2 separate regions of the Columba livia genome follow, and region 1 is linked to region 2. Evidence: chromatin contacts called from public Hi-C data. All regions are on one chromosome and are shown on one strand. Each heading gives the region's core, a stretch centred on a gene start, on an enhancer-like site or on the middle of the called end of the contact. The rest is flanking DNA. Distances are from core to core; before and after follow the strand shown. Region 1 holds the start of ACTN1 (actinin alpha 1). Region 2 overlaps ACTN1 (actinin alpha 1).

The links. Hi-C and Micro-C count contacts between places; a contact is called where the count stands out from the background.
Region 1: a contact with region 2 is called in a Hi-C map of crop, with 2.4 times the contacts expected there. The contact joins the promoter of ACTN1 here to the enhancer-like site in region 2. A contact is called at or near these places in 2 of 2 Hi-C or Micro-C datasets (crop and liver).

Annotation. Positions count from the first base shown.
Region 1 is chr5:37,058,251-37,063,785 of bColLiv1.pat.W.v2, forward strand. It overlaps ACTN1 (actinin alpha 1), which reads right to left and starts at 3,608. Exons shown (of 21, transcript XM_065064368.1): 1 at 3,323-3,608. The coding sequence starts at 3,424.
Region 2 is chr5:37,002,065-37,008,487 of bColLiv1.pat.W.v2, forward strand. ACTN1 (actinin alpha 1) reads right to left here. Exons shown (of 21, transcript XM_065064368.1): 4 at 4,366-4,452; 5 at 3,734-3,821; 6 at 2,733-2,811. Among named protein-coding and RNA genes, the nearest start is that of ACTN1, 57 kb to the right of the region's middle. Within about 2 kb of position 2,322, at least 1 of the 3 cell types and tissues checked has an H3K27ac peak away from gene starts, as active enhancers do.

The DNA of each region.
Region 1 (5,535 bases), core at 2,358-4,857, 57 kb after region 2:
TTTAAAATAAACCCTGGATGAGATGCACCTTGAGCATGAAATGAGAGTGGCCAACAGCAGTGCCTGCTGCACACAGGGCCTGTGGGCTGGCCCCTACCAGCAACCCAAAGCAGTGCCAGCTTCACCTCAATATCATTCCTGACCCCACTGGGACAATTGCCTGCATGGCAATTGCAGGAGGTTGTCCTTCTCACCACTACCCTTTGCCTCACCTTTGACCACAAGCCAGGCATGCTGAGCACCATGTATCTCACCCAGTCCCTCAAGGCCAAATCCAGTGCCTTGGCCAAAAAGTCCCAGGCGACTCAGGAAAAGTTTGAACACTACAGCTAGCCATTCGCCATCAAGAGGGAGAAATGTCCTTGTGGGCACAAGTGACAATCTCTTGGCCAGTAAACATCCAAATATGTACTTTTTACATGGTATCTCCACAGTTAGGTGAGACCATTGCAACATCTTCCAGCAAGTTTTGCTTTGGAACACTGGGAAACAGCAGGATCAACCTTGTTATGCCTTGGCTAAGGCATATGCTATGCCTTGAGGCCCGACTCCAGACAGGAAAGAAGAGAGAAGAAAGAAAATGCTATTAGAAGAAACTACTGAGAGGAGTTCAACAGTGCAAAAGGGAAAGTATTTTAATCCCCAGAAGAGACCCCCTGCTCCTGCACAAAAGGCTGAGCAGAGGCTTATACCAAGTGAGAAGCAACTGAATTTGTTCTGCACATTGTATTTGTTGTCACTTACAAGCAGCAATGCTGTGACAAGCTCTTTAAAACCTCTTAGAATCTGTTCTGATAGACATGAAAAACAGGCTTTGCGTGAAAAGCTGCTACTTTATCCCTACACTGTAAAACAGTAACTTCCTAGGCAGAGGCAGGTGGGAAGAGGTGTGAGACCAGTGTCCTTTCCCTGTATCATGTTCAAGAGGCCAAACTTCACCCTCTAAATATGAAATTCACCCTGCAGCTCATCTCTTTACCCATCTCAAAGCAGCTCATGAGATCGTACTCAAGCACCAAACCAGACAGTAACAGCTGCTGTATCTGTCTCTCAGTGTAGGTAGAAAACGTGCAAACCATCTCCCGAAAACTCAGCAAACTTGTTCTCCTTACAGCTCACCTGCTGAGGTCATTACTAAAAATCGGATCTTCCCACTTCAGAGGCCTGCCATGAGCTCTGCTGAGCCCATGCAGCTGGGAGACAGGAAGCTGGATTCAATTCATCTGTGAGCAACATCTCTAGACTGTTTGCTTCCCAAGTCTCAATTTGTCCCAGCTGTGCAATGCCACGCAGGACAGCACTGTGACACAGCTATCCCCAGCCCACAGGGCCTTGCTGAGCCAGGACATGAGGGGCCGGGTTGGAAACAGTCAGCAAGACATGGCCATTTCTCACACAGGCATTTGCTCCCTGGGTTACCGGCCATGCCACCACTTTAGACATGCTGTGCACTGGCAGGTAGACAAAAAAGTGACTCCACCACCAGAGAAGGACACCAGAGAATGCCCTCCCATTCAGCAAGCTGGAGAGTGAAACCCAGCACATCAAATTCAACTGGTAGCAGCTGACCATCAAAAGAAATTGGCTTAGATTATTTTGAAACAGATGCGTTAATTCCTTAAAACTCCCGGTTCGCTTCCCCCCTCCTCTGCACAAACAACCCAAGTTAACAGAGTAGCTCTCTGTCCCCCTCTTGTGATTAGGACCAAGAGGACTTAAAATCTCCTTGGAAGGAGGTAATATTAAAAAAGCATGGTCTTTAGGGCACAATACCACAGCCTTGGTTTTGGGACTTCATTTTAAGCCAAAGATTCAACTTCTGCTTCTGACAACCGAGTCAGTGTCCCACTACATATACAATATTTCCCCTCACTCCACACCACAAAAGGCAAAAAAACCCCACGGTATGACAATCATTTCCACTCACAGCCTGTGAGCAATACTGCCCATCTCACTCTGGGCCCCACTGACTGTTTCTAGATGTATTAGCCAGATATTGGAGTACGACTGGAGATACTGATCACAGCCAGGCATACCTTTTCAAAAAAGGAAGAATCTTCTCTCCTCAAAGGAGTAGAGCCTGGTCTTCAGATAAGCCATCCAGCACTCACACCCCAAACCAAGATTACATTCCACTCTTTCTCCTTTGTTGAAAAGTAAGTTCACCTGCCATCAACTCTTTCTCCATTAAATGCCGTTGTTTGTGTGCTTTAATTCCCATGCTGTCTACTCTCACCACCCAAGTCCCTCCAAGCAAGGAAACTGAGGGAACTGTTGACAGCAGCTCCATAGCTATCACCTTCAATTAACTCATCAGACTCCAGGGGAAAGACTTGGCACCATCTCAGGCAGAACCTGAAAACCCTTCATCTGAAAGCCAAGGGGCTAAAGAGGAAGAGTCTTCTCACTGGTGCGCCCTCCTTCCCAGTTGCTTCCAGCTCCCTACAGGAAGCCCCGCACCTCGAGCTACTTTATGTATATTAATATATCATCTATGCATAAAGCAGCAATATCCACCCCTCTAGCACGGAAGGTTTGTGGATTCTCCTGGCTGCTCTCAGCTCAGGCAGAGCAAGGCACGATCCAACACGCGAGCCCAGAGAACACAAGCGACTGGCTGGGAAAAGCGGCGGGAGCCTGCTGCACGCCGAGGTGCCCCTGCCATGTTAGCATGAGGAGTGGTTCAAATTCTGCTTTATTGTTGCCCGATGAAGTGACTAAAACGGAAATGTTTCGGGGATTAAGATTCCAGAGTGATCTAATACAGGACGCTTTTAGTTTAAAGGAGGAGGAAAAAAAATAAATATATAACTGAAGAGCGGCGAGGCTGGAGCTCCTCCTGAGCTCCCCTCCCCACCACCACCCTTTCGGTTTAAAAAAAAAGGCTGAATGTTACCATTTTTGGACATGAGCTCCGCTCAAGCCCTGCCCTAAACCACACCATTCAAACGAGAAGCCAGTTACCGTCCCGCCGCCGGGTCCGGGGCGCGGGCAGCGGGGCGGCCGGCGGGGGCTGCGGGGGGGGCCCGCCACAGCCCCCCGGGCTCCCCGCTCCACCCGGGCGCACCTGCGGGCCGAGTGCCGGTGACTGGGGGGACATCTGTTGCTGCGGGGAGACCCGCCGCGGCACCTCGCTCCCCGCCCCGCCATCACCTGCGCGCTCCACCCGCCCCCGCGGCCCCCGCCGGTTCGCCTCGCCTCGCCACGCCGCGCCAGCCAGGCGCGCACCGGCCCCGCTGCGGACGATGAGGGCGGCGGGGCCGAGCCTCGGCGGCCCCGTCGTGCGTGTGTGTGCGAGGGGAGAGCAAGGGGGTGCGCTCACCTTCCTCTGCTGCTTCTCCCAGGCCGGGTCGAGGAGCAGGTCCCGGTCCCAGTCCTCCTCCGGCTGCATGTAGTCGTTGGTCTGCTGGTCGTAGTGATCCATGGCTGCTGCGGTAGCCTGTGCCCGACCCTGTCCCGTCCGTCCCGGAGGGCTGCCCGCTGTCCCCGGCCCCGCGGCCGCTCAGCCCGAGCAGGCGGCGGCGCCCGCTTCAACGTCTCCGCCCGCTCCAACGTCTCCGCCTCGGTCGCGCTCAGCACCGCGGGGGCGGGACACACCGCCCCACCCCCGCCCGGGGGCCGCTCCCGCGCCTCTTATTGGCCGGGACTCGCGGCCGAGCTTGCAGCTCCCAGAGACAGCGTCTCGCTCATTGCACCCTCTGCGCGTCCGTCACGATACCTGGCCGCCGCGATAGGTGGGATGCGGCCGATTAGCCCCGCCCCCGGTCCCCCAGCACCGCCCGGCACCTCTCCCGCGGCGGCGGCTGAGGGTGGGCGAGCCGGGGTGCGGCGGGGCTGTAACCCGGCGGCGCCGTAACCCGGCGGGCCGGTGCGGTGCGGTGCGGTGCGGTGCGGTGCGGTGCGGTGCGGGGAAGCTCAGTGCCGCTTTCAGCTCATTTTCCTCTCAGCGGCTTGGCGGTAGGACGGAGTGTACCGGGAGCGGGCCCCTCACAGACCCGCCCTCGCGGGCTGGGCGGTGCGGATCAGGGCAGCGGTTTGTCTCAGGAGGGTGTTTCCGTGTGACACGGCTGGTGGCTCGTCCTCCCGGCCCCGCAGTGAGGGTGCTCGGCCGCAGCTCTGCTGTCCTGCCACCACCCCCCTCCAGATACGGCTTCCCCGTGGGTTCGCACAGGTGTGCCCACACCTAGGGTGCCAAAATATAGCAGTTTTGTCTTGCTGCTGACTGGTGAGCGCTGGTCACGGTCAGGATTGCCAGCACTGGCGGCCAAGGCTTCACACCCGCGGTCAACAGCTGCAGTCGTGTGGTGCCACAGCCACCCGGCGTGACCCCCGCACCCTGCTGCGCCAGCTCTCCTGACACACCTGCTGCTTGCGGCCCGCGAATGTCCTGTTTAACAAGAAAACGCTAAGTTAGAGTGCATTTGGTTCATCTAGCAGCTTCCCAGGAGAGAAATACAAACCACTAAGGAGTGCAATGGTACGCAAATGTTTGACCTGAGTTTCTGACAGTTAAACCAGCAGAGGGGGGAAAAAATGGCAATAGTGTTACTAGTCTCACTGAGAAGCAGGATGGTATCTCCCACAAAGGTGAGAGAGAGCCCAAAGAAATGCCGCTCCACAATACCATACAGGGCAGAGCAAACCTGTGTCCCAGTTCATCCAGATTCAGGGAAAACGGGGTTTGTGGTCCATGAATGTGAAGGAAGGGGATCCAGAGAATGGACAGGAGTGATACAGTGAAGCACCAGGATGAAGTGAGCAGAAATGGTCAACACTGTGCAGGATTTAACCTCGAATTACACTAGTGAGCTTCTCTTCCAGAAGAGAGGAATTTGTTTTCCGCTTCTTGCAAACACTGGAGGTGAAGTTGGATATATTCTTCTTGACATAAATGACAGCACAGAAGATAACTGACATGTTCTGTATGGTATTCCGTCTTCATGTGTCATGTGATGCTCCTTGTGTACGCTTTCAGACATCATAAACACAAATATAATGATCAAAGCCGCTCTGCACTGTTCAGAGACTGTGGTATTTATACTACCATGAGTTGCTCAGGGTAAAAAGATTCTTTAAACATGTAGCAGCAGTTATAACCCTGACCTTCAAAAGCAATGCAAGAGGTTTCCCTTTCAAGAACATTTGGGAAATGGGGCCACTTGGAGAATCCTGGCTCAGGAAACCCAGATCTGAGGAATCCAGGTCTACCAGGCACTTCGGAAAACCTGGATGCGCTTCATGATGAAAAGTGTTGGGGAATGCAAAATAGTGTTATCACTCTGGAGACATGGCAATGGACGTGAAAGAAACTTGACTGTTTGGCACTGCAGAGAGGTACAGACAATGGTGGTTGGGTTTTTGAGAAGCAGAGTGGAGTTATTTACATTGGGGAAATATGTAAATCATTAGCATTTGAAGAAAAAAGCCAATTTTTATTTCTTATAACAATTTTATGAACACCCAGCAACAGAAATTATGAACCAACAGCCTGATCACACTATAGTTTAGAGACAACATGCCTGAAGGTTTTCATAC
Region 2 (6,423 bases), core at 1,072-3,571:
GCAATCAGGAAAGAAGATGGAGGAGGAGGAAAATCAAGAGAGAGCAAGCACTTACTATACCTGCCAGAGCTGAAGAAACTAGGAAAGAAATTCAATTGGTACAACTCACATTTTCAGGAACATCTATAATAAATGCATCTAACACAGCAGTACACAGACTACATTTCTATATGGACTGCGGTATATGAGGGAGTGTCTGAGGCATCAGTCAACCACTGTGCTTGATAAAAAAGATGCGGCTCACAGTTGAGCTACCGTCAGGGGTAAAAGGAGAAAAGGAAATCCCATCTTCTGCACATGCTTCAGATGCAGACCAGGAGCTGAATCTCAAGATCTTATCTGCAGTAAGCTGAACAATAGCTCAACCTGGGTGGACTTGCACCTTTTATTTCGGGGGCTGGACTATGCAAGCAACTTCAGCTAGGCAGTGCATGTAGGCAGAAAAGAATTGTGCTTGCTTGACTAAAATAGCTAGACTGTGCTGACAAAAGAAGTTGCAAAGTTTTGGGAAGACATGCAGCTACATTGGCTACCCTGTGCTAGCAAACGGTGTCAATACAGCCTCTGTAGCATAGACACAGCCCCTGCAAAGGAGCAGAAAACACTTAAATTGCACAATAACATTGCCCAAATGGGAGGTATGATGCAGACCTCTTGGCAGCTTGGACTGATGTTCACTTCTTTATCTTACACATTTCTGTGTGTACACAGAAACACACACAACATCAAAGGTGCAACTGAGACCCCATTAATCACTCCCTAGAGTTGGAAGAGACCTGCAGGTGGACCTCTAATCTACTATCCACTGCTTCTCAGCAGCCTTTCTCATGTCTTTCTCTGCAAGGTAAGTCCTCTGCAGGGCCAGGGGTGATTCAAAACGTTGAGGTTGTTTTGTTCGTTCGTTTGCTTGGTTTTGAGGGAAGGGGGAGAGGGGAAGTAGGCTTCGAGGAGAAGGGCAAGAATTTGTTGAATTGAGCCAAAGGGAGGAGGAAAGAAGAAATAAAGGAATAAACGAGTGACAGAGACACTCCAAGCAAACACTGTGTTTAGGAAGGTCAAAGATCTAGGCAAAAGGCAACTTCCCTTCAGCACACATCAACTGCCGGAGCTAAAGGCTAGGTTCTGAGCTAAGTTCTTCCAGCTATTTGCTCAAGATTTCAGCTGTGGTAGAGTTCTCAAACATGCATTTTATCTCATACCTTTAGAGTAATTGAAGCAGAGCAACAATAAAAATTATACAGAAAGAGTCAGAAGACTGCAGGAGGGCAGAGGGAACCCGATGAAGGATGGGATCAAAGACAAGTGGAGAACAAAAGATGCTGGTTCCTTTTAACCTTACTCTACGGAGGACAAATCCCTTCCCATCTACATTGATTTTGGCTACTACAATCGCTCTGTCTTTCACCTTAAAAAGCCTGCAGGCAATATGACCAAATAACTTTCTTTTTCTCACTCTTGTTTCACTCGGGTTTGGCTTAGGGCTTTGTTGATAACAGAGACTGCTGTAGCATTTACCCAGCTGGGTTTGTCAGACTCTCATTGCTTAGCTGCTTTTATTCTCTCAAGATCAGGCTCTGAAAATGTAGTTCTAATAACTCCTTTTTTATTGCTGCTCTTTATGTAAACAGGTACAGTCTCTTCTCACTGTTTATTCATCATGTGCTGACTCCAGACACGAAGACTGATCAGATAATATAACTGACTGCTCTGCAAGACAGTAAAGATCTAAAAGGTTACTTAAAGCAGATCAGGCATTGTACAATTCATTGCCTCAAGGATGCAGCTAATATGATTAACTCATTTACATATCATCTGTTTGCACAGTGATCCAAGAGCCCAGGTCTATTAGTGACAGGCTCCTATGTTTATTTCCCTAGCTAACATCAAGCACGTATATACTTCATAACACACAGCCCATGAGATCAGATGGGCAAATGTTTTGTGTATTAGCCCCAGTAATGACACATGAATTATGCTCTTGGTGACATTTCACTCCACATGCGCCCAGACACAGTGAGACCGGATCTCAGTAGACTGCAGGAAAGCCAGTAGGATGAGAACCCAGTTTTGTCTTCCATCGCCCTGTTACGTCAAGATGCTGCTGGCAGCACAAACAACTGAATACTTATTCTCATCATCAGTCTTGTCTCCAAGACACACAGGAAGCAAACTTTGGAGCAGCTAGATGTCATGCTACCAGTGGCAATTTTTAAAGTAAAATTGAGCGCTACGTCAAATGCTTTTCTGGCACCTGACACCTATACACTTGGAGAAGCCTGGTACTGCAGATAGCTCAGTGCTAAACTGGAAGCATGTGTCAAGTGTCCAATGAGGGCACATACACCCCCACAATGAGCTTTTCATTTGAACACCAGGTAACTGGTTTCCATCCAGCTCTCCAAAGAAATATTAAGTCTGATTTGACTCACTAGACTGTGACATTAGCACAGAACTAGTCTCACATTTGGTGTTAGTTAATTTACCAGCTTTTGCTCATCAGCTGGGATTGGGACACGTGGGTCTCATATAAAGCAGTCTGAAAGCAGGAACTCATTAAGTTCATGCTTCACTAAGAAGTCTGAATGCACTGATTCATCCCTCCTTCCTTCCCCCTAATCCTGCAACTACCAGCTTGTGCTGAAGTTCTTCAATTATGTTTATCAAGCTAATTCTTCTCCCTCTTTACTTCCAAGGAGCCAAGCATCTGGTCTGACAAAGAAGTTGAGTTGTACCTTTCGTAGTTTCCCGTAGTCGATGAGCTCTGGACGGTGTCTATGAATTAAGGCGCAGAAACCAAGGCCATCCTTCCAACTACAAGAGAGACAGAAGAGAGCACAATGAACAATGCTCAGCCAGAGAGAGATACTGTGACAGGCATGAGCACGAGGGAAGGCACCAAGGCAGCAGGATGACTAAGTCTGGTTCAGTTTCTAGCTAACAGTGCTTCTCTAAGTGCTGGGAAGAAGGCATGTCTTGTACCTGCATGATACTGCAATAAAGATGCCTTTCAAATCCTACAAAAATTCACTGTGATTAGGACTTGCCTTTGCATTGCCACCTCCTTTTTGCCAGTTCTTTGTGCTGAACTCTGTGCATGTCCTGCAAGGACAGGTATAGAGCTCAGGCTTGAAAAAGGTGTAGATAAAAGCCCTAAAGGAGGAACAAGTGTATTCCTTAGGGAAAAGGCCGATGTTCATAGCTAGCTCCACTACAGTACTGGCTAGCGTGGATGGTACTTAAGCTCTAAAGAAGTGCGTTAGATTCATGTGGTTCATACAGCTCTCCAAGATGTGCTGGAAAAAGCACTATCATGCAGAATCTTCACTGGAACATCTGCCAATTTGGAACTGTTAAGAGCAGAGCTAGAAAACCTCTCATTCCTATACAGCTCTGCCATACTACAAAGTTTCTGGTGCAGCCCTTAATTCATGGCCTCTAAAGTGTTCTGAGTTTTCACAGAGGAAAAGCTGTCTTGCTTAGCCCATGGTACATATAACTTAATGTTCTGAAGAACTTTACGAAAGCAGCAATTGTAACCAGAATGAGGAACTGGGATATAGGTACTTAGATCCTCTAATAACCTCTGCCTCTAGGTGCCTGTCTGGACTATGCTGTTACTGCGCAACATGCATCTGCGTTGTCTTGGTAGGTCTGTCATGAGCATTGTTGAATATACCAAGAGACATATGAAAATAACACAGATTGTAAGGCTAAGTGCTCGCTTGTGACTCACCTGATATGGAAGTTCTGGATGTTTACATTTTTGTAGGGGGCTGTCTTCCTCTGACACCATAACAAAAGTCCTTCTTTAGCAGATGTCTCTAGAGAAAGAAAGCACACCAATCAACTTATTTTCTTAGAAAGCAGGAGTCTCTGGGGCAAATGCTAGAAAAACATGATCAGTTTCTCTTCGGTAGAGACTGCACTGAATTGTGCGTTATTTAATTTCACTTGTCAGAAAATTCCTTGTCTTGAAGAGTCTACTGGTATAGTTTTGCTACTATTATTTTTTAACGAGATTCAGTAATAAGAAGATAGCTTTTCAGGATTAGAGAGTTTTGTAGGACTTGTAAGAGATAAATCCATTTTCAGTGCTAGTCCCTGAATCAGCCTGCAAGAAATGCAATACATTCCAACATCCTTTTGAGATGCTCTTAAAATCTGCTACAAGAAGAGGATGTGAAAAACTCTTCTCAGCACTCTTGCACCTGTACAGAAATGTCAGTGAGATGACAGGGCAGATTAGGAAGCTCCCTTGGATCTTCCAGTGACTCAAGAGCACAATGTGGGCCTTTTAAGAGGCAGTGCTATTTAGTTACCCAGTTGTTCATTGTTGAACAGTGGCTGAAAAGAACTGAGATTTACCTTCAACTGAGATATCCTGAATGGCAAAACGAAGGATAATGGTCCAGATCATTCCAAGAGTCATTTTAACATTGCCATCCACAATTTCTATGGAAAAAAAAAAAAGACAGAAAGAGAATAAGTTGCAAGTGCAAATCCTAGTAAAACAGGAGCATTGAGGAGCATCTCCTTTTGCAGATGAGAGAACTAGAATTCCAGCTGAAAACTGTACATCCCCGCCTCCCCACATGCTCTGCTGGTACAGCACAGTCTTGCCCAGTTATACCCAGTAATCAGACTAGTTTTATACTTACTTACTGTATAATATACTGTATATACTTACTGTATAATACTGAGTGTAAAACAAAAACTGATGATCCAGAACACCAGAAATAAAGACCAATTTAGATCAGTGTAAATCCCCACAGGGGCCTAGAAACACCTTGTTCAGGTTTAATTCCGATCACTTAGAAGTCATATAAGCCAAATTGGGAAAAAAACAAAAACCTTCCTCTCTTACTCTGATATGCCTGCTACAGGTCACCTATATAACTGCCCTAGTGTAATTATACCAAAAGAACCAGTGAGACTTCCCAGTGCAGATGAGCTCTGGCAGCTCATTTTGTCATGTGAAGAAGACACCACAAAAAAATAAATAAATAATAATAAAAAAAATAATAAATAAAAAAAAAAAATATATATATATATTTATCTCTCAACATTTTAATTTCAAACAAGCCTAAATACAACAGACTGCCAGTATAGGACTTCTTTTGGTAGTATAATTTCCAAAAGACACAACAGAGCATTCCTCAAAGTACACACATCCTCCTTGAAGATGAAGTAAGGGCTCATGCTGACCAGCCTGAGCAGACCACAATATAAACTAAGATTCTAAGCAGGCTGTGGACTCTGCAATATAAATCAGCAAGGGTCAACAATTTGTAGATTTCAGAAAGCAATTGCTTACATGTGTGAGATATTATCTATTTAGGATGGGGAATCAAGGTACTGGGGGGAGGTGCTGGGGGAATGCTGGCCCAGAAATGGGCTTTCCACCATGTATAGATTAGCACCAAACAGCCCAAACAGTGAGCAGCTGGGCCTCAAGTGCTGATCCTTAGCATCTACAAAAGTTCCACATGGACTATATATAGACATTACAAAATTTACAGCCTTTACTTTTTGGATAGCGGAACTAGCTGAGCTGCCTTCTCCTACTCATTCTCTGGCAGGATCCTGCACAGCAGAAGGATCTTTCACAAACAACTGACAAGATACAAGAGTATTTTCAGTAAGAAAAGGGTTAGAATTAACCTACTGTTTGGAGGTAGAATAATTCAAGTCCTAACAAGGCTGCCAGAAACCATTTTCGTATTACTGCAGACACCTCTGTGCCACTGCTTCCATAAAGCTGCCTGGCAGGAACACATTGTGCTCTGGGGCAAGTAGAAATTTGCAGTATAGGCAACTGCCACCTGTCTGGATCCTGTCACAAAAGTAACAATATTCAAAATTTTCCTTTTAAGCTGTTAAAAAATGCTTTTCATCATATGAAAACTTTCAAAATGTGAACCTCAGTGTATTCAAAACCAAGAGACAAGTAGCACACACCATAAACATTTTGTTTCAGAAAATATGTCCATCTGGTCCAAATTCCCGAAAGCTTGTGACTTCACAATACATGAAGTGCAACTTCCAGTGTAAATCAGATGGATGATATCCAGCTGTGTTTTGACATACATCTGCATCATGGATTTACCAGTTTAGAAGACAGACACCAACCCATGCCACCTTGTTCTACTACAGTAAACCCATGTCTGCTCCTTTCTGCACTTGAAAGTACACACAGATATCTTGGTGGGGCATCAGTTTGCCCAGAATTAAACAGCAAACAGCTTCTCACTGCAGTATAAAAAGTCTACAGTTATCCTTGCTGGCATGGAAAAACTATGTTTGCCTGTTGACAGTTTTCTCACAAATTAATTTTTTACAGGTATTTTGGGGTCAGGAGGCTGTCGACTAGGCTGATGTAAGAATATGTCATGTGATGACAGGTATACTCAGTTCCGTACTTTT